Regions from separate parts of the Sus scrofa genome. Here region 1 is linked to region 2. Evidence: chromatin contacts called from public Hi-C data. All regions are on one chromosome and are shown on one strand. Each heading gives the region's core, a stretch centred on a gene start, on an enhancer-like site or on the middle of the called end of the contact. The rest is flanking DNA. Distances are from core to core; before and after follow the strand shown.

Region 1 (5,548 bases), core at 375-2,874, 100 kb before region 2:
GCACTTGCTGTTCCCTGCACCTAGAACACTTTTGCCCAAATAGTTGCATAGTCACCTCCTTAGCCAGGGCTTTGCTGTCCACCCAAAAACCTCAGTCTTCCTGGTTGACTGGCTGGCCTTCCTTGCATGATTTTTCTTCAAAGCAATCACTGCTGTCTCATGTACTATTGTACATAATGTATTTATTATTTACTTATTCCCCCCCCACCACCTCTTCCCTAGAATGTAAGCTTCTCAGCATAGGTACTCCCCCACCCCCCCCACCACTTTTTAACAGTCTGGTATCCTTGGCCTAGCACACACATTAGGTGCTGTAGGGGAGGGGAAATCATTTTCCCTCTGCTCTTCTAAGTTATAATAAAAGAGTAATAAGCAAAAAAACAAACTGAAAATTATTACCATGTATACCTCACACATACAAAGGAGATACCCTGAGAAAAGGCTTAGAATGCCCACTTAAATACCATTTTCCAATAAAGAAAAAACAGGAAAGGTGTTTGTGTGTGTGTGTGTGTGTGTGTAGGGGAGACCAGTTATGGGAGGTGACCAGGGGAATAAAAATAAGCTTAAGGTTTGTCATGCAGCTCTAAGTCAGTGTCTTATCCATAGTTGAGCTTCTAGTGACCTAAGAGTCATCCTTCTCTCCCAGGTACAGAGGGAGACCCCTTTACTAACGTGATCTCCTTCATTAGCTTCATTTCCTGTACAAAAGGTTAACTTCTGGTTTGTTTTCAGGGCTTCTCTGCTTTCTCAGAGGCATATTTTTGGGTGGCATATTCTGCTTCCCTACAGAATTTAGGAATAATCTGAGGAATGAATCAATCTCCATTTGGCAAATAATGAGCAAAGACTGAGAAATTAGACAACCTGTCCAAGATCAGAGGCAGCATTTAGCAAACCTGGTATTCCAACTTAGGTCTCCCTCCAGACACTGTACTCTAGTATTTTCTTTTCTTTTTTCTTTTTTTTTCTCCCAGTCGTGGCTGCACTTTGTGCCATAGATACCATCCAGAATACAGAGGCAGCCGCTGTCTCCAACATTCCTGAAATGGGAATCACGGAGAACTGGATTCCATTTATGACTCGATCATTAATACTGTGTGACACTGGGTAACTTATTAACCTCTGGAATTCAGTTATGCTCAGCTATAAAACCTGCTTCTAGGTCAGTCACTCTCTTTAAGGTCCTTTAAACTCAAACCACGTTCAAAATCCTAAGATCCGTGTGAAGCTATGGGATTCATTACTTTCTCAGGCAGCCTCATTCCCCACAGACTGCAACTGTCCACTGGCCCAAAGACTTCTCTCCCGCAGCCTTTCCAGTGCCTCCCATTTCGAGCTAAGGATGAGCAGCGTCTCTCTCAGTGGGATTCCCAAATACAGTGGGTGAGGAAAAGACAGGGAAACGCCGGCTTCTCCGTCGGCTTCTGAACGCTCCAGGTCAGGGACCCAGCACTAGGGCTGAGGGCGCCTCCTTCCTCATGCCCGACGGCTTTGTCGCCACTGTCATCCACGCCAGCCTCGCCCTCGCGCCACCCAGGGCAGATGCCGATGGGCACCTACACCCTCCCGGCGAGCTCCGAGCCCCGGAAGTGACGTCATGCGTGCGTGGCGTGCGCTCGCGGCGCCGGGGGCGGGGCGTGCGAGAGGGAGGGCCGGCGTGAGGGCGGGTTGTGGACTGGCGCCGGGACCTACTCGAGCGACGCGGGGAGAGCTGCGGTCCCGACGCGGGTGGAGCAGCCGGCGAGGTACGGGGCGGACGGACGGGACCCGAGGGGGGCGCGGTTCGCGACTCGCGGTGGCGGTGCCGTCCCGACAGGGGCTGCTGGGTCATTGGTCTAGGCTGTCCACCCGGCCGGGGCCATCTCGCTCCGGTCCCTCTTGCCGTCCTTCGTCCCAGCCCAGGGCCCGGTGGCGGGGCCCTGGCCGGTCCCAGGCCGTCGCCGGCCCCCTTCATCCTCTGCGCGTTCGGCCTGCCGTTTTAGGGCGCTTGTCGCCAAGTTGCCCGCGGCCCGGCCCAACTCCGACGGACAGACGCGTCTCGTTTCCTGGCCGCCTCCTGCCGCCTGTCCAGCTCTCGCGGGATGGCTTCCCTCCGACCGGCTCACTCAGTCCAGTCGGCAGAGTACCAAGGGACACCTGTGGTGGTGACCGGCTGGGTCGTGCCTTGGGCTCCTTGGGGACCCGTCGCAGCCCGGCCTGGGCAGGGCCGCCGGGACCTCGGGAACCCGCGTCGGTCTCAGAGAGGGAAGGGTCCGGGAGCTGGGAGGATGCTGTCTTTCGCGGCGTGGGAGCTGGAAGACTGGTCCTAACTTTCGCCCTATGATTGAGGACAAAGTTGTGGGCCTGAGGTTAGGAGCACAAGTCCCTGCTTCCGAACCGTCTTGGAGGAGAGCAGAGGTGATGCTCATCACGGAAGTTTAGTCGACAAGGAGGAGGGACCCAGCCGCTTCAGGGAGTAGATCAGAGTCTGCTGGTGGTGTCTCAACGCTGATGGCCAAGCCCTGTGATTGGGAAATGTGTCCGTGGGCTATGGGGGCTCGCTTTGCTCATGAGCTTAGATGTGAAAATTGGTCAGGATGAGTTTACAGCATCACCTGGGGAGTCGTTTTTTGGATCTGAAGAGTTGTGGCTTTTGTTTTGTTTTTGAGATTAACTCATTGTTGTACCTTTTTCTGTAAACCTAAGGCTGCAAAAGTACACTTACCCCCCCCCCCAAGTCTATTAAGGTTACTAATAAGTAACTTAAGCAGTACCAAGGAAGCTTCCCAGAGGTGCAAGAAGATTTGATTTTTATTCGATCCATTTCATGACAGATAACGTTAGTTTTAAGAGTTACTGATTCTCAGGTGGAAAATTAAGAAGTGTTGAAGGATTTGAATTTTGGGGACCTTCCAAGCCATCATTTTCTTCTCCAGAAAGTAGGCACTTTAAGGGAGAAGGACAGCAGAGATCCTTGCCATAAATGTGAGCAGTGTGAGCTAAGAGAGGTCACTGAGGGGGGACACCCCAAGTGTCTGGAGGGACCGCAGGGAGTGAAATGTATCTGAAAGTGTCCTGAAGAATGAGTAACATTCAGACTAGCAAGATGGGGTGGGAATTTTAGGGGTAGTGGGAATGTGGGCGTGGGGCAACTAAAGGAGAAGAGGGCAGTAACTCCCGGGAGGTGGTTTTTGAAAAGTGAAAAAGTGCAGGGCAGAGCTGTGGTGGCTGATAGGGGAAAAGATGCAGGAGATTCTTGGGGGGCTTTTATCTGGTGATGGCAGGACCAGGGAAGGGTTTTAAGGAGGGTTATTTGCCTGGTTAAAATGGAATTTTATATAAGGCTTACACATAGGCTGCTGTGTGTTGACTGATGAGGGTTGTTCCCAGCATAGTGCTTGATTATGTGCTATTTGTATTTTAATCTTTTCTGCTCCTTAAATGAATTGAATTCTCTTCTCATTTAGTCATTGTGGGAGAGTGTCTGACCCTGCTTACTTGTAAGCTTCTATAAACAGGAATTCTGCCTGTATCTCTTTGCTTCTTAATCCAAGTTGGGCTTTCAGAAGTGTTCCATGAGGACTTGAGAAATCATTGATTTCCTTTTCTTTCTTTTTTCTTTTTTTTCTTTTTGTCTTTTGTCATTTTGTCTTTTGAGGGCCAAACCCAGGGCATATGGAGCTTCCCAGGCTAGAGGTACAATTGGAGCTGTGGCTGCCAGCCTGCACCCCAGCACCAGATCCGAGCAGCATCTGTGACCTACACCACAGCTCACAGCAACACCGGAGCCTTAACCCACTGAGCAAGGCCAGGGATCGAACTCACAACCTCATTGTTCCTAGTCGGATTCATTTCTGCTGCACCACGACGGGAACTCCTCTTTTTCTTTTTTTTCTCTCTATCTCTCTTTTTTCCGTTTTTGAGCCGCTCTTGTGACACAAGGAAGTTCCCAGGCTAGGGGTTGAATTGGAGCTATAGCTGCTAAAGGACTATGCCACAGCATAGTAGGTCCTAAACCTACTCAGCGAGGCCAGGGATCAGACCTGCATCCTCATGGATGCCAGCTGGGGTGGTTACCACTGAGCCACAATGGGAACTCCAAGGAATCATTGATTTCTGATTTTCAGTGGTTGGTTTTCAGAAAAAACATTTTTGATCAGTACTTATTATCTACATATAGAAGAACTAAGATATTGTTTCATTTACTCTTGTCAGTGTTTGACTAGAGAAGTAGAATTTTTGTGTTGACCACGTGAGTTTAATTGTTGGCACATGTGTTTCTATTGGCTGCAAAGTAAACATCTCTAGCAGGTTGACCCATCCCTAAAATGTAGGTGATACCTGTGTAGCATAACATACCTGTCTGCTCTGTGACTCAGAATGGAAATGCTATTAAGTGGCTTCTTAACCCAGCAATAAACTTGTCACCCTAAAAAAAAAAAAAAAAAAGGAGTTTTACAATAGAGGCCAAACATTTTGAAAGGCTTATTAAATGTTCAGTTCTGTCATAAAGCATTGTAGAAACATTATATGTGTTATTTCATATGACTAAAATGCCTTGAAATAATCTAGACTATTGTTGAGTCAACACTTGGAGAAACAACAACAGTCGACGTATCTTTTTATCCCATGCACTATTGTGTAGCTCTTATTTTATCTGTTTGTTTGGATAAAGCTCCAAAAATTCTTTAGGAAAAGGCTGTACTTTGTGGTGCTGCTTTCAAGTGAGATTCCTGTTGCTGATGAAATTGCCGTCGGTGGGGTAGGAAGTGTAATTTTTATTGTGTGGTAGAACATCTTTGCATGTCTCTGGTAGCATAGCTCACTTGCTTATGGTCACTAGGAGGGTGAAGGATTGTAATTACAATCAGTTCATTAGATAAAAATGTACTTAAAAGTTAGTTATGATCAGAACGTTAAGTGTGAGTTCATAGTAGGGCAAAATTTTCCCCACTGAGAGAGTCTTAAGCTTTTTATTTTCCTCAAATGTTAGCAAGAAGATTAGTGAAATCCCCAAAGCAGGATTGTAGCAAGAGCTTTGGGGGCTCTAACTTCTGTGCTGTCTTAGGTTAAGGCAGCATCCCTGGTGCTAGGCACAGGGCAGTTCAGAAGAAGCTGTACAAAAACTGTTTAAGTTTCTTTGACGCTGGTTCATTCAGTTCTTGTTCAGAATTAATACTCAGATGCAACTGCATTTGTGGTGATTTCGTTTGTATTTTAAAAATAAAAATGACTTTAGGGGGATTTTTACATATTTACAATTTTCTTTATGCTCCAGAGTTAAATATATGTAATGAAAGTGTCTAATTTTGGTAGTTCCTCTGTTGTTAACGTTTCCTAATTTTAAACATATTATTTGCTACCACGCTTTTTTTCTTGGGCACACAGGAAAGATAATGCCTCTAGAAACTGAACTCATAAAACGCTTATTAATAGAAGAAAATATCTTCTTATTGTGCTATGCTGTTTGTTTGTTTTTGTCTTTTCTAGGGCCACACCCATGGAATATGGAGGTTCCCAGGCTAGGGGTCGAATCGGAGCTGTAGCCACAGGCCTACGCCAGAGC
Region 2 (4,772 bases), core at 1,849-4,348:
GCTCACAAAGAGCGGGTGGGCGTGTGAGATGTTGCCCTGCCCGGGGTGGGAGGCGTGCGGAAACGGCATCAGGGAAGTGACAGCTCGCAGGAGCCGTCGCGCTTGGCGTTCAGTTTGGCTGAAGAGGAGGCAGTGTTGGTGGAGCTGGAGTGAGAGCTGCTGTTGAGAGACGTGAAGAGGTGGGGTCGACAGGGCTGGTGATGGTTGTAGAGAGAGCCCAGGATGGCTGGCAGGGGTCCTTGGCAGAGAGACCTGGGTCTTCCTCTACAGGGAGGGGTTGATTTGGAGTCTTTGGGTAGGTTTTGGCCTCGGTGGTTCCAGGTGCCAGTGGGTCATTACACAGAGTTCCAGCAGGTAGATGTTTCCATCTGAAGTGGGGAGGCAGGTGGAGTGGACAGGAAGCCAGGAGGGAGGGTGTCCACCCTGAGCGGGCCCAGCCAGGGCTCAGAGGAGCCCCAGCTTTCGAAGAAGAGTGGGAAGGCAGGGTGGCTGGACACGGGAAAGCCAGGAGAGTGCGGTCCTGGAAGCCCGAGGCGGGTGTGGCCCCCGGTGCCCGATGCCTCTGGGAGAGGCGGTGAGGACAGGACCCGCACTGTGGCTTTAGCTTTGAGACCTGGACCTTTCGCCTCAGACATCCTTGCCCTGCATTTGGCTCCCTGAGGGTCTTTTCCGTCTGTCCTCGCTGCTGCAGTGCTGAGGTAGCGGGGCGTTGAGGGTCGCGGGGTCTCTCTGATACCAGCCCGTGGCCTCCTCTCTGCGGAGGCCTGGGTACTTGGCCGTCTCATCCGTTAACCTCTTTAGTAGCTCAGGGCTTACAGGCCCGTGAGGGTCTCGGTATTTGGGACGTGCTGCTTTAATCTTCACATTCAAAGCGGGCCTCCGTCCCACATCAGGGTGGGTTCCCTCCGTCCGAGGCCAGGGTGCTTCCTGCAGCAGGGTTGGAGCAAGCTGGCCTCCCTCGTCCTCCCCTCTCAGCGCCCCCGTGGCGTCTTCCACCGCGGCCCTGACTCCTGGTCGCTTCGGAACTTTGCAGAGGGCCCGACTTGAAAGGGGCGCTCTAAGGAATTTCTCCCTGAGCCTCAGGGTGGAAATGCAGTTTACTAAGCTGAGTGGTGGTTTTCTTCTTCAGGGGAAGTCAGCTCTTTGATCTGGGTCGCAGGTAGTGGTGTAGCCTGTCTTAACATAAGGTAGGAACTGTGTAGGAAATATCATCTGGGAGTGTGGAATCCCCACGCTGTCCAAAGAGGCTAGCTTTAAACTTGGACGAGTCGCCACGTGGCGTACTTCACAGTATGTGGGCTCCCGAGAGAGGGAGAGCGACACTGGAAGGACTCGTGTATCTGGTTAATGTACGTCTTTTTAAGTAAGATATCATCAAGTTGCAAAATTATGCATTTTGGCCTTCACTCGTGCAAGGGAGGCCTTCCTCTTTTATTAGCTCCTGGGCTCACAGCTGTTGACCCCACCGGCTCCCCTCCCTTGCCCTTGAACTGATGGTGCTGACCTGCTGCCTCGGTTTCCCCCTCCCTGCCGTTTTCTCCTCACCAGCTGATTTCTCCCCTGCCAGAGGATGGCTTCAGAGCTCACCTGTGGTCTTGCCAGGTGGAGGAGTGTGACTGGGCAAGCGCAAGGTCCCCTGAGTATTTTTGAAACACAGAGGGGCCCCAAGACCCTTTCTTTTCTTACTCCCAATGCTTGGTCACGTCTCAGGAATATTTGGCTGATACCCCTTCCTTCTTGAAACTCTTCTCTATCCTGGGCACCCTCTGGGCTCATGGTCACTCCCTCCATCCATGCCTTCCCAACCTCTGCCCCGATGGAGGAGCCCCGCTTGTCTGGAGAAGCTCTGCACCACCTCCTAGGAGCACACAGTCCTGGACTGTCTGGGGGTCTAGTCTGAACGTTCTGTCTCATTTCATTTTTGGTTTCTCAGAGATCCCTTCAAGTCCAAATCACTGCAAGTTAAGCTTGCCTTTCTTTAGCACCAGGAGGTTTCCTGTCTAGTTATATATTTTTAGGTGCGTTTAAGAAGTCATTCTTAAGTTCTCTTTTTCTCTTTTATTTATTGTCTTTTTTAATGAAGAGAATGCATACAGTTAAGCGTAAATAAGTTTTGGGAGTTCCCCTTGTGGCCCAGTCGTAATGAACCTGAATGTAGTATCCATGAGGACTGGAATTCGATCCCTGGCCCCGCTCAGTGGGGTGAGCGTCCAGCATTGCCATGAGCTGTGATGAAGGTCTTAGATGCGCCTTGGATCTGGCTTTGCTGTGGCTGTGGTGTGGCCGGCAGCTTCAGCTCGGATTCAACCCCTAGCCTGAGACCTCCGTGTGCTGCCCAAGTGCGGCCCTAAAAAGCAAAACCAAAAAAAAAAAAAAAAAAAAGAGTCAGTGACGTTTTATTTTGGCCACCAGCCCAGCAGGATCAATGGAAGATTATTTATAAATTTTATTGTTAGAAATTATGACAAAGGAAATACATATTCATGATGGAAATGTTAAAAAAGAAAAAGAAAGACATAGGTAATCTCATGAGCTAGCGATAACCACCTCTATTTACATTTGAGGGTATCCTAGGCCTTTTTTTTCCCATGTGAGTGCTTTCATGGGTATACATGCTCTTTTACCTGCCAACTCTGAAGTAGCCTCGTTTTGTGTATTTTAGAGCCTGTGTTTTTACGGCTACATAGTTTTCCTACTGAGAATACATTACTTGCTATTGTTGGGTATCTCGTTTTCCAGTTTTAACTGTTTTCACCACTTGAGAAACCTCTTAGCAGCTAAAGTCTTTGTTTCTGGCGGTGGATGTTTCCTCAGGTGAGGTCCTTCGAATCACAGAGGTAAGAGTGTGCTTAGGCTCTAATGCTGTTGGTGTGTGTGGGCAGGTTGGTCTCTAGAAAGTTTGTACAGCCATGCCTCCCCTTTTTAGGATTCCCAGCTAATGGGTTGCTTGTGGTAACTCTAGGATAATCTTAGTATTGCCTTTTGCCCACTTACATTGCAACTTGATGTTTAGTGGTGTCTCTTAACTAGTCTCAGAGCTCTAAGTCCTGAGTGTGTGAACTCTGTGTGCTCTCACACACTTGTGAAATTGCCTTTTGGCCGTGTTCTGTGTACCTTCAATCCCTAGACCTTCCATAGAGGCAGCTTCACTGCCCTGGTGAAGTCTTATCTTTATTCTGATGAAAGCTGAATTGGAGTTGGGATGAATGAATATAGGGGAGGGAAGTCGAATAGTGTGCTTTTTCTCTTTTCATTTTCCTCTCCCCATAGAGCTTAATGTATTTTTAAATTAAAGGTGACATTTACTGTTGAGAAGATTTCAGAAATTTTCTTGTAATTTGCACGGGAAATAAATTTGTTTAGCCCTTGTTAATTTCATATTTGAAAACACTTGTGAACGGTGGAAGGGAATTTTAAGTTTATGAATTATTTGGATGCTTAATACCTTTATTCAAAAACCAAAAATACTTTCACTTTTTAAGTGAATGCAATTGGCCTCTTCTGGAACTTTCTCTAATTAAATTGGCTTTCGGGAGTTCCCGTCGTGGCGCAGTGGTTAACGAATCCGACTAGGAGCTGCGAGGTTGCGGGTTCGACCCCTGCCCTTGCTCAGTGGGTTAACGATCCGGCGTTGCCGTGAGCTGTGGTGTAGGTCGCAGACGCGGGCTCGGATCCCGCGTTGCTGTGGCTCTGGCATAGGCCGGCGGCTACAGCTCTGGTTCGACCCCTAGCCTGGGAACCTCCATATGCTGCGGGAGCGGGCCAAGAAAAGGCAAAAAGACAAAAAAAAAAAAAAAAAAAAAAAAAAAAAAAAATTGGCTTTCGTTGACATTGCTTGTTAATTGGTGGGTATTTATGTTGAGATGTGTTGACAGTGACATGGTTTAAATTACTGTTAGTTTTCCCTAGAAGTGAACTCAATTCAGATTTTTCTGTTTTTCTAAATGTTTAACAATTGTGGTTCTAGTGGTGACTAGTTTCCAATTTATTGCATATACTGTTCAGATTTTGTTGTCTTTGTTAATAGAGCTCTACTGTTGATGTTTTTCTGAATCCTATTAATCTTTTTAATATTGTTTCTCAATTGACATATAGTTGATTTACAATATTTTATTAGTTTGGGGTGTACAACGTAGTGACTCAATACTTTTATAGATTATACTCCATTTAAGTTTTCATAATTGGCTGTATTCCTGTGCTGTACATTACATCTTTGTGGCTTATTTACACATAATAGTTTGTATCTCTTAACTCGCAAGCCCCATCTTGGCCCTCCCCCACTGGGTAACCACTAGTTTGTTCTCTATATCTGTGAGTCTTGTTGCTGTTTTGTTATATTCATTCGTGAGTTATTTTTTTTTTCCCTTCCCTTTTTTGGCTCCACCTGTGACACATGGAAGTTCTGGGTCAGGGATCAAATCTGAGCCCCATCTGTGCAATGCCAGATCCTTGACCCACTGCACCAGGCCTAGGAATCAAACCGGCAGTGCCACAGAGACAAGCCAGGTCATTAACCGTCTGTGCTACAGTGGGAACTCCTGCTTTTTAGATTCCACATTTAAGTGATAATATACAGTATTTGTGTCTGTCTTATTTCACTAAACATAATGCCCTCCAAGTCCATCCATGTTGCTGCAAAAGGCAAAATTCATTCTCTTTTTTATGGCAAGTAATATTCCATTGTAGGTATGTACCACATGTGTATTCATTCATCTGTTGGTGGACACTTAGTTGCCCCTGTCCTGACTGTTGTAAATAATGCTGCTGTGAAC

Evidence for each region. A called contact is a pair of places that touch in the nucleus more often than the background predicts.
Region 1: a contact with region 2 is called in a Hi-C map of liver, with 3 times the contacts expected there. The contact joins the promoter of RABGEF1 here to the enhancer-like site in region 2. A contact is called at or near these places in 6 of 47 Hi-C or Micro-C datasets (embryonic fibroblasts, heart right ventricle, liver and 2 more) and 2 of 2 datasets of contacts at active chromatin or transcription factors (alveolar macrophages and skeletal muscle).

What each region holds. Positions count from the first base shown.
Region 1 is chr3:16,372,680-16,378,227 of Sscrofa11.1, reverse strand. RABGEF1 (rab5 GDP/GTP exchange factor) reads left to right here and starts at 1,624. Exons shown (of 9, transcript XM_003124438.6): 1 at 1,624-1,748.
Region 2 is chr3:16,271,582-16,276,353 of Sscrofa11.1, reverse strand. The region is part of intron 1 of TMEM248 (transmembrane protein 248); the gene reads left to right. Among named protein-coding and RNA genes, the nearest start is that of TMEM248, 23 kb to the left of the region's middle. Within about 2 kb of position 3,098, at least 6 of the 83 cell types and tissues checked have an H3K27ac peak or open chromatin away from gene starts, as enhancers often do. A contact at or near this core is called in liver, where this site is marked.